Linked DNA regions of Mus musculus: region 2 is linked to region 1. The links are chromatin contacts, called in public Hi-C maps. All regions are on one chromosome and are shown on one strand. The core of a region is the stretch at or near the end of the contact, and the rest is flanking DNA. Distances in the headings are between cores, read along the strand shown.

Region 1 (5,750 bases), core at 932-3,431:
ATAATGGGATCGGATGCCCTCTTCTGGTGTGTATGAAGAGAACAATGGTGTACTCATAGACATAAAATAAATACATCTTTAAAAAAAAAACAAACAAACAAGGAGCTGGAGAGATGGTTCAGCGGTTAAGAGCACTGGCTACTCCTCCAAAGGTCTTGAGTTCAATTCCCAACAACCACATGATGGCTCACAACAATCTGTGATAGGATCTTATGCTCTCTTTTGGTATGCCTGAAAACAGCTACAGTGTGCTCATATAAGTAAAACAAAACAAAACAAAACAAAAAACCCCCAAAACCCTTTCCTGTTCAAACCTTACTAAATACTAAGTAATGTATTGCTAGTTTTCCCCTCTATCACGGCCTTTTTCTTTTGTGGAACGTCTTCCGAGTTGCCACTATTTTATGCCTATAACTCTCATTGTTAGATCAGGATTGATCAAGGTGATGTGGAAGTAAAAGGGAAGACCAACCTCTCACAGGATCATTACCACGTCTAAATCAGAACAGCTGAAGGATAGATGTTTCCTCCTTGGATGTGGAGACTGTGTCAGGGCTCTGGGCTTGGGATTTTATAGGGCAGCAGAGGAAACTTTTGGGTGGGAAGATATTTCTGCCGACCTACTTTGTGCTTTCCCATGCACATACATTTTGGTGGAGTCCTTACTATGTTGGCATCTATGCCAGGAGTCTGACATGTTGATCCCTGGTCTGGAGCTTTTCTACTCCTAAGTACCCGAAGGGAGTTTCTCAGGTGCTGGGGGCTTTAGGCTATTAACCCTCACTTATTACCTTTGACTAGAAACTCTTTGCTCTCTCCTGATGGTGATAATCCAGAGTGTGTGTGCGCGCGTGCATCCACGTGTAGAAGTGCTGTGAGGGCGGCCATGTTCTGTGAGGGCGGCCATGTGCTGCACAGAGGCTTGAGGGAGAACAGATATCCCCTGTTGCTCTCTGATGTAGTTTTTGGAGGCAGGGTCTCTCTCTGAAACTGGAGCTCTAGTTTTTGGACTAGGCTGCTAGTCAGGGAGCCCCTCCAGTTAACCTCTTGTCTTTGTCCTGCTAGGTTCTCGATGACAGATCGAGATTGGGATTCAAACCCCAGTCTGTATGGTTTCACAGCACGTATTAACTGTGGAGCCATCTCTCCCGCACGGTTTACTGTGTTGGACACCGTTAGGCACCTATGAACAAGAGGTGACAAATAAGTGAAATTTAAAAATCCTTTCAGTTTTGTGGTGTTGGGGATCCAGTCCAAGGCCCTGAGCCTGCAAGTGTTCTAGCACTGTACTCTATATCCTCAGCCACAAAACAGCCAGAAACCGGGAAACTTAGGATCTTCCTCCTGCACTCTGGGTTGGTAATAATCAGAAACGCGTTGAAGCTGGTTCCCCTCCAGCTTTCCGCAACTGGCTAACGTAGTGGTCACTATAGTTTCAGATTCTTTAGTTTAACGCAGGGTGGGGGCATGGCTGTAAGTGGGTCCCAGCACTAAGGAGAAAAGAGCTTCCGAATTTCAAGGTCATCCTTGAGGACTGTCCTGCAGGACATTCTGTCCCCTCCCCACCTACTCTATATAATAATGTGTTAGCATTCACATAAACGTGACACTGGTCTTAGACCTCCCACTCCACGGAGCATGTGATTTGGACCCTTGTGTCCAGCTCAGGGAAAACACCTAGGACTGAAAGGTCCCTCGTCTGATCACGGGAAGTGAGTGGTTAAAAGTAGGTGGAAGCGTGGCTTCGGATTCTTTTAGTTAGCGCTTGGTTTTAATACTGAGTTTTACGTAGAGCCGAGCTGAAACCCTTAGCGCCCTTAGCAGGATTAACTCGAGTTCACTGTGGGGCCTTAAAAAAAAAAAAAAAAACCCTGCAGAGAGCCTGCAAAGTCACTGCCGGAAGTCCCTCCGCGGTGACGAGCACGGCGGAAGTGGGTTCAATGCAGCTCCCCGAAGAACTGTCTCACTCCCGCTCGCCTGACTTCTGGATGGGAGGCGCCCTGCAGCTCAGGGAGGATTGTGGGGGGCTTCTCCGCGCAGGCTCAGTGGCCCACTTCGCGTCGGACCGCTTCCGTCCCCCCACTTCCTTTCACGGTTCCTGTGCCAGGACGTGACGCCAGACTTCGTCAGACGGGAGGAGCCTTGGGAGGAAAAGCGTCTGAGCCGGGGTCTCGCGAGAACGTTTCGTTTCAGCGCAGTTCTCGCGCTGCAACCTTGCTCCTGTTGCAACGAGAGCCTTCGAGATCTTCTCCGCCTCCGCGACCGGCGCCTCCTCTGCGGCCGTGGAGCCGGAGCCGCGGCCCGAGCGGTAGAGGCCCCCGTCTTTCTCCAAGCCCCAAGCCTCCTAGCGGACGGTCGTCCGGCTTCGCCCGCCCAGCCGCGGCGCTCCACCGGCCCACGCGGCTCGCCCTCTTCCACGCGCCAACCCCGCCGGGTTCCGTGTGCAGTGTCGGCGGCCGGCCCTGGGCCCGAGCCGGAGCAGTAGCCGGCGCCATGTCGGTGGTGGGCATAGACCTGGGCTTTCAGAGCTGCTATGTCGCTGTGGCCCGCGCCGGCGGCATCGAGACGATCGCTAACGAGTATAGCGACCGCTGCACGCCGTAAGTGGGGCTTGGCTGGCGGGGTCGCCTCGCTTTCCGGGCGAGGGTCCGCAGGAGACCCCCGCCGAGTGCCGGGTCGCCCGCGGCTGCCACCTGCTTCGGATCCTGGGCCTGCGCCAGGCACGAGGCCCTTTCGCGCGGGCCAAACGAAGGCTTTGAGCCGGTACTCTGATCGGCGGAGGGCAGGAGCAGGAACTGAAAGAGAAGGCGGGCCTGAGACCGTGGGATGGACCGACCGCTCTCACCTCCTTTTTTGGGGGGGGGGAGGGTTTGGGTGGTTCGGTCTGAAACGAGGTCCAGGGCTTGCTGAGCTCGTCGAATCCAATAGAGGTTCAAACTCGGCCCACGGCGAGCATTTAATAAAAGTTAACTTGCAAGATTGTGGCCTCGGGACTGGGAAGCGCTCTGAGTCCCACGTGAGTGGGGGCGGGGTGGCGCCCGGAAGATGTGGAGTCTGAGTACCCACGGCAGGCCCTGAATAAAGTCCATGCTTTTCTTGATAGCGTTTTAACTCCCTTCATTCGTTTTTGGATATTGAGTTAGGTTGGGTCATTCCTTACCCAGGCTGCTCACCTATTCCTTAACAGCGTTAGTTTTTCATGCTAATGAATTCCAGCCGGAAGGTTGCCACAATTGTTAATGCATGACTCAAGGGCTCTGTTTGACTTCTAGAACTTACATGAAGTTATGGGACCAGTATAGACAAATCTGCAAAAAAAAAAAAAAAAAAAAAAAAGACTCACTCAGAGCTTGCTGGAGTAAAAGGGAGTCTACTTTTTAGATATATGTAGGATTTTTTCCCCCACATTTAGCCCAGGATGACCTAAAATTTTCATTCTGCTTCTGTCTGCTAGAATCTGGTATTACAGGTGCGTTAAAATTTTATTTATCTGGCGCTGGTGGCACAGGCCTTTAATCCCAGCTCTCGCAGGGAGGCAGAGGCAGGCTGCAGTGAGTTCGAGGCCAGCCTGGTTCATAGAGACCATTTCAGGATAGGCAGGGCTACGCAGAAAAGAAAGCTTTGTCTTAAAAAAGATGTTAATCTACTGAATTCCTTTAGGTAAACTTTGGAAGAAGCTCTGTTGTTTTTGGGTTCACAGTCCCAGATCATTGTTTTTATCTTGTTTTTAACCAACCTTCTGAGGCCAGTTTCCTGTCTCCCAGACTGTTTTGAAATAACTTTGTGTCTGGGAATGACTCTTAATCCTCCTCCCTTCATCTCCCAAGTGTACAGGTGTGCAGGCACAACACCCAGTTTGCTGTACAGTGGGGGCTTGAAGCCAGGGCTTCATGCATACAAAACAAGCACTCTACCAAGTAAGCTATTGCCTGGCACCCAATTCTCGAGTTTGGTGCCACAGAGCTCTGGTACCATTATCAGAGTCAGTTTTCAACGTCCCTTCCCACCCCAGTACCAAGCTCTCTTCCCATTTGTCCTTTTTAAGCTAGGTATTATGAGTAGTCTTTGTTTGTTTGTTTCTTTTTTTTGAGACAGGGTTTCTCTGTGTAGCCCTGGCTGTCCTGGAACTAACTCTGTAGACCAGGCTGGCCTCGAACTCAGAAATTCGCCTGCCTCTGCCTCCCGAGTGCTGGGACTAAAGGCGTGGGCCACCACACCTGGCAGTATGAGTAGTATTTGTACAGAGGTATCTTGTACTGGCATTTGAAAAGTTAAACATTTTTGCTTCTAGTCATTTTAGCACTAATTTCGTATTTGGTAATGATGCTGCTGGTTCCTCACTTTTGGGAAGATCATCTTTCCAAGAAATTTCAACAGTCTGAGCTGAAGATTTGGCTCTTTGGGCAGAGCCTTGACCTGCAGAAGCCTGAGGCTTGGGAAACACTGCTCCTACCTAGCCTTCCTTTAGATTGCCTGAACCTGCTCCTCTCTTAGATGGCAGCTGTGGCAGTTTGCCATGAGTTTCATTATTTGAAACTTTAGGAGTTGTTTTCTGCTGGCAGTTAAATTTGCATAAGGACTGAATAGGTCATTAATCCTGTGATTGTGCACACTGCATGCATACTTCCTTTGCCTTAGTTTTCCTATGTATTTTATTTTTTTTTAAAGACAGGCTACATAGCTGTGGCTGCTCTAGAACTCAGTGCAAGACACTGCTGGGAGTAAAGGTGTGCACCACCACACCCGACTGTATTTTTTTTTTTATATGACAAGGCCTGACTCTTAGGCTAGCTTTTGAGGGAACTACAGAACTGCAGCCTCCTGAGTGCTGGCATCACAGGTGTGCTACTGTGTCTGGCTTCATTTAAATACTCTGAACTATGCATTTGATTAACAGATTTCTATGTTGGAGGTGTGGCCTTAAATATCAGAGCAGAAAGTTCAGAGTCTTTTCAGGTTGTGGAAGAATAGATTTAAAAGTATGCAGAGCCTGTGTTGTAGGTTTCTTCCAAGGTGAAAGTGTAAAGGTGTGGGTCTCTGGTTTGACTGTGACAGGGAGATGCACCTCATTTGTATTCTAACACTCTCAGTTCTACCTAATTCTGTAAAGACAGATGAAAACCTTATGTACTTCATTGATTATTTCACATGGGGGTTTACTTGAACTCGAGGAGTAGCCAAATCTTTGCCTTTCCATCTCCTTTGTTTTAGTGGGTTATCTAGTGTGACTGTGGCTGTGTTAAGCATTGGAGATACTTTGATGAATAACAAAATGCTCAGTCTTGCCATCATGGGCATGGTAATGGAAAAAGCCACAGGCTAAACAAGAGCATTCTATTACTATCTGGTGAAGAACAAGGTGGAAAAGTACAGAATATGGTGTAACTGACATAACTAGATGTGGGCTGCTTCTAAAATGTCATTTGTGACCTGGAAGGTAGGCACGAGTTCACATGGAGGCCACGGTGGGTTTGAAGGAGGAGTTATTTGAGCAAATGGGAAGGCCTGGGGCAAGTAGTGTTTTTACAGATTGAGAGGATGATGGCACATCTTGAGGCAAGGCTTGGAATGGTTAAGATTTCTCTTGTTAGTGCAGTAGAAAGTGAGCCAGTTTTTTTTTTTTTTTGGGTTTTTTTTTTTTTTTTAGATTTATTAATTATATGTAAGTACACTGTAGCTGTCTTCAGACACACCAGAGGGCATCTGACCTCATTATGGGTGGTTGTGAGCCACCACGTGGTTGCTGGGAT
Region 2 (5,790 bases), core at 344-2,843, 4.5 Mb before region 1:
TTTTAAGTGCAGTGTGCTCTTGGCGCCATTGCTTCCTACCCCCCCGCCCCCAGCCTCAGTTTCTGCCACATCAGAAGTGTAAAGATCGGCTCCCTTTCCCGCTACCAAGCAATGTCTGATTTCCCCAAACCGTTGAACAGTAATCATTCAAACTCCTGAATATGAGAAGTTCCTTAACTCAGTCTCAATTCCTAACCTGGAAGCTGCCACTCAGGGCTTGCAGCAACAGATGTCAAACTGAAAAGTTCTTAACCGGTTGGCAGTAGGCACATCTTGAGGACCAGAGTAGGTGAAATCACTCAGGAAGTTTCTTATAATTAGCCACAAGGCATAGGGCAATCTCATTCCATTTTAAATTTGCACCTCTCCACCTCCAACGGCATTACCAAAGATGCTAATCCCCGCAAGAAAGCTGATTCCCCGCCCCCTTCAATCACATCCACAGCAAATCATTTAAGACCCGGCCTTGGCCTTATTTCTGCCACATCTCAGAAAAACTCATTCGCTGCCAGCGAAGCGGGCTCTGTGTTGCGCTGCAGAGACCGGAGGCCGCGGCAGACAGGAAAGTCGCGGCCACCTTGCTAGTGTCTGAAAGAGCGACAAGGTCCCTGGAGGGAGGACGAAGTTGGAGAAGATCCTCCCGGTTCCCTTGTCACCTCTTTTGCCCAATTCTTGCAAAAGTAACCCACCTCTCTCTGCTCTGCTATTCGGCGCAACAGTGACAGCTGGAAACTGCTGTCGCTTTCCCAGGCAGGGAGAGTGTGCCAAGCCCTCCCTGGTTTCCCAGCCCACCCTCGGGGACGCGGGCAGCGTCGCGGAGCACCGAGCGGCCTCCAAGAACCTGAGTCCCCTGTTTTGCACAGACTGCGCGGCGAGGCCCACCGCGCGGAGCGTCCCCGGGGTCCCTTCCCGCGGCCCTGCGCTATGCCCCGAGACTCACGCTCTTGTCTATGTCCAGCTTGAGTTTCTTCTGCGAGATGCTTTTCTGCACCCTCTTGCTGAAGGAGGCGTTGCCCGCGGGCCGGACGCAGCGCTCGCCGTCCGCGATGAGGCAGCAGCTCTGGCCGTAGCCCGGGGCGGCGGCGGGGGCGGCAGGGGGCCCTTCGCGGCTGTCCTCCTCTGTGCTGAAGCCGTTCATCTCCCCGCCCCGGCCCGGCCCCTCCGGGGGAGGACCCCTGTAGGCCACTCCGCGGCTGCTAGCCCCGCGGGGCAGCTCTTCGCCAGCCCCGCGCCCGGGTCCCACGGTGCGCCCTGGGTCAGGCGCGCTCCGAGCTCCGCGAGGCCCGGCTGCTCTGTGCTCCTGCAGCCCGGGCCCCGGCGGGGATGCACACGCCGAGGCTCCGGCCGGGGCTCACGAGGCTTCCCCCGGGATCCGGGCCCGGCCGCCCTGGGGCTCCCGAGGCCCCCGCCGGCTCCCGCCTGCTCCGCGCCGCGCGGCAAAGTCTCCACCCCGTGGCTCCCCGCGCGGGGGCCCGGCCTCGAACCTGCCGTGTCCGGGCCCCGCGGTGTGCTCGGGCCGCCCCAGCGCCTGGCCGCTCGGCGGCGCCCCGAGTCCCCGCGGCAGCCCCTGGGCCGCCCCGGCCGCCGCCCGCCCGACGCGCCGCACCACAACAGTGCGCTCCCCCGCCCGCCGCGGCACAGCGGAAGTCCCGCCTCTGTGCGCTCAATGGTCGTATTCTTTATGTAGGCGGGGCCCACGTCGCCGCTGGCAGTTCCCATTGGGCGCCATCGCTGCCGGTCTCCGGTGCCAGGCTACTTCCTGGACTCTGCTGGGATGGGTTCAAAGTAGAGAAAGTGCAAGAGGGAAGAGTTACCCGGGCTAGAGAGGACAGCGGGCCGCAGGTTTAGTCCTGGTTGTGGAGTGGGATGCTGAGATGGGTCTGGAGGGATGCAGGATGTTCTAGGCCGTTAGGATGGTAAATAGGGACCTCGCTCCGCGAGGGATGCTGAACGGGGTCTGGAAGAATGCAAGATGTCCTGGTCCGGGCCAGGAATGGTGAGCGAGGTCCTCTGGCTCTGGGGCGAGATGCTGTGTTAGGTCAGGAGGGACGCGGGGCCTCCACCTCAGGGAGTGGTGCTGAGCGGGATATGGAGGGTCGCAGGGTCTCCATTCCGGGATGGGATGTTGAGCAGGTTCCCAATCCCAGCGCGGGATCCTGAGCAGAGGTCCGGCTCCATAGTGGGGTTGTGAGCAAGCCGGTTATGGAACGAAATGCTAAGCCGGATCTGACAGGCCGCAAGGTCTCCTATGTTGAGTGGGGTCTGCGGGAAGCAGGGACAGACTTGCAGCAGAGATCACGTTCGCAGTGGACTGAAGCATCGACGTGCGGAGGAAAACTGAGGGACAAGGGAAGGGTATGGGAAGGAGACCTTAGGGAGAAAGTGCTGCCAGGAGAACAGACTGGGCAAAACGGAAAAGCCTGGGCTGGAGGATCTACGCGGCAGCGGGAGACAGGGTGCATGGTGTGGGACATGAAGCTAACGAGGAAGTGCATATGCGCGTAAAGAGGCACTGAGAGACAGGAGAGGTCGGACAGGTGAACTAGAAATCTTTGAGTACAGCGGGCACCAAGGAAGAAGGGACTTAAGGAGGAGAGCCCAGCGTCAGAGCAACCCTGGCCTGGGTTGATCTTCAGGGTGGACTTTGTGGGCTGAGGCAAAGGTGAAAAGCCCTTAGGCCACCAACGGAGGACTCACCTTCAGACTTGTTAGAGACTGATTTGTAGTTTTATTGCTTCAAGCTAACTCAGACCAACCCGGGAGGAGGCCACCGCACCCTGCCAAGACCAGGGTGTCACCTCGTCCTTGATGCAAGGACACAGGGAATTTTCTGAGGGTCGGGTCCTACAGTCAGTAGTGTTGTGGGGGAGAGGTATGGTTATGGGATGGGTGTCCGGAAAGCTCTTAAATTCTCTCCAGAGGTCTAAAAGTGCGTTTGTACAGTTTACTTTTATTAATTTCACACAGGAGACAGTATGTTAGAAAATACACCTACCAGATAAAAATTTAAGGCCACTGTGGGGGCTGAGGCTGTAATTTGGTGGCAGAGTGGATCAGCACACTCGAGGCTCTGGATTTGTTCCACATTACTACTTAAACAGGATGTGGCGGCACTGGCCTGTAGTCCCACCTTTCAGCAGGAAGATCTGAAGTTCAAGGGCATTCTCTCTCTTTTCTTAAAAGAATTATTTATTTATTTTATGGATATGAATACACTGTAGCTGTCTTTGTACTCACCAGAAAAGGGCATCAGATCCCACTACAGATGGTTGTGAGCCACCATGTGGTTGCTAGGAATTGAACTCTGGAATAACAGTCAGTGCTCCTAACCGCTGAACCATCTCTCCAGCCCCTCAAGATCATTCTTGACTACATAGCTCGCAAGTCAGTCTTGGTTTTGTGAGACCTTGTCTCAAAATAACAAAACAAAACAAAATGTGTCCATTACGAAATTGCTTATAAAAAATACTCTAAAAGTTACAAACGAGAAGAGGTGAAGCAAAATTAAACATCTTCAGAAAGTGTTAAAACTCACCAGCAACTCTGTAGCAAAGATCTCCGAGCGCTTGACAACGCCTTGTCAATGCTGAGTAATGAGCGCTCCACGGTGGTCCACACCTGCTATGCCACTGCTTGGGAAGTGTGTAGCGGGATCTGGAGTTCTTATTGAACTTGAGGCTAGCCTGGGCTATGTGAGACCTTGTTTCAAACAAAACAAAACGAGGATATAGAATTGCATATGGACTTGTGGAATGTGATGTGTGTGTATTTATTTTAAAATAAATAATACATGCAGGGTGAGAGCTGGGGAGATAACTGCTCTTCCAGAAGATCCCAGTTCATTTCCATTAAACCCCTACATAGGCTCTCCACTGCCAGAAATTCGAGCTCCAGGAAATTTGGCCTCCCTGGGAGTATGCTAGAGCCCCATCTCCAAACCAAACCAAACCAAACCAAACCAAACCAAACCAAACCAAACCAAACCAAACCAAACCCAAACAGCAACATTAACCAAGCTTTGGGGGAGGAAGGGAGGACTGAGATGATTCAGTGGGTTAAAGCCCTTTCCAATAAGCCTGCTGACCTCAGTTCTATCCCCAGCACCCGCATGGCAGAAGGAGAGAATTAGCAATGCAGATTATCTTCTGACCTCAGCCTCCCTGTGTTAGGAATACACTACCTCCCCACAGAAAAAAAGAAATGTCATCATTTTTTTTTTTTGAAAATCAAAACCACATGAGAAATAATACTCCATATTACAAAGAGTGATAATTTGGGGTAGCAGAAATGTGGTTGACATTTTTATACTTTGTTCTACTTTTGCAATATACCTAATAAGCTTTTTTTTTTTTTTTTTTTTGCTTTTACAGTAACAAAAATAATAAAATATTAATGGAAAAAAACACAATTTACTAGGAATCTTGCTTCAGAGTGCATATTCCAGAGCAAGTTCTGGAGAGATGGCTCAGTGGTTAAGAGCACTATCTGCTCTTCCAGAGGTCCTGAGTTCAATCCCCAGCCACCACATGCTGGCCCATAACCATCTATAATGTGTGATCTGACAGCCTCTTCTGGCATGTAGGTGTAGGATACTCATATCCATAAAATAAATAAATCTTCAGAACAAAACAAGAACTAACTGGCACAGGCAGCTACAGAAGCAAGCATGCCGCTGGCCTGATACGGATACCATGTAGGTAAAAAGTTGAGAGTGGAGAATGAAGTTGGGAGTATACACAAGGCAGTGTGCGCTGGTTCAGAGGTCCCATGGTATGGGTGGTATGGATGTAAACTCTGCTTTTCTTTGCATGTTTTTTGTTTTGTTTTGCTTTTCAAGACAGGGTTTCTCCGTGTAGCCCTGGCTGTCCTGGAACTCACTCTGTAGACCAGGCTGGCCTTGAATTCACAGAGATCAACCTACTTCTGCCCCCCAAGTGCTGGGATTAAAGTGTTTTTTTTTTTTTCTTTTTCTTCTCCTTCTCCTCCTCCTCCTTTTTTTTTTTTTTTTTTTTTTTTTGGGTTTTCGAGACAAGGATTCTCTGCGTAGCCCTGGCTGTCCTGTAGACCAGGCTGGCCTCGAACTCAGAAATCCACCTGCCTCTGCCTCCCAAGTGCTGGGATTAAAGGCGTGCACCACCACCGCCTGGCTCTTCTTTTTTTATGCTGAGATGCTTTTCAGAAGTCTTGCATTCTGCCAGGTCATTGCAGCACCCGTCTGCTTCCCTGGCAGCCTTCCGTGGCTGTAGGAGTAAGGAGCTCCTTTTAGGGGCTCCGGAGCAGTCCTCAGGACAGCAGCCATTCCTGCTGTCATCCAAGTGTTCTTTACAGCCTCCTCCTCCCCCTCCCCCCACACCCCCACCCCCCCGGTTAAAATAAGCTCACCTTGAGATCAGAATAAGCATCGATCCTGTTTGTAGAGCATGCATGTGTATAGGCGCTTCGTTTGTGGAGTGCGTGTAAGTACCATGTGTGATCACCTGCTCTCATGCCTGACCATTCTTTGCAGACATCCTGGAGTCTTTCTTCCAGGGATGTTCCATCATAACCTTTCTTCTTTATGTGCATAACTCTGGTTGTTGCCATTTTAATGACTCACAATACTACATCTTATGCATCATTAGATGGTTGGCTTTGCTGTTGGAACAGTGTTCAGATCTGAGCACCACTCTTCATGTGCTATGATATGTTAACAAGTTATTTCCTTCCTTTCTTCCTTCCTTCCTTCCTTCCTTCCTTCCTTCCTTCCTTCCTTCCTTCCTTCCTTCCTTCCCTTCCTCCCTCCCTCCCTCC

The links. A called contact is a pair of places that touch in the nucleus more often than the background predicts.
Region 2: a contact with region 1 is called in a Hi-C map of B cells, with 5 read pairs. The contact joins the promoter of Sap30l here to the promoter of Hspa4 in region 1.

What each region holds. Positions count from the first base shown.
Region 1 is chr11:53,296,910-53,302,659 of GRCm38.p6, reverse strand. It overlaps Hspa4 (heat shock protein 4), which reads left to right and starts at 2,181. Exons shown (of 19, transcript NM_008300.3): 1 at 2,181-2,600. The coding sequence starts at 2,494.
Region 2 is chr11:57,797,440-57,803,229 of GRCm38.p6, reverse strand. Sap30l (SAP30-like) reads right to left here and starts at 1,593. Exons shown (of 4, transcript NM_001081168.1): 1 at 941-1,593. The coding sequence starts at 1,138. 2010001A14Rik (RIKEN cDNA 2010001A14 gene) reads left to right here and starts at 1,763. Exons shown (of 4, transcript NR_131042.1): 1 at 1,763-1,996.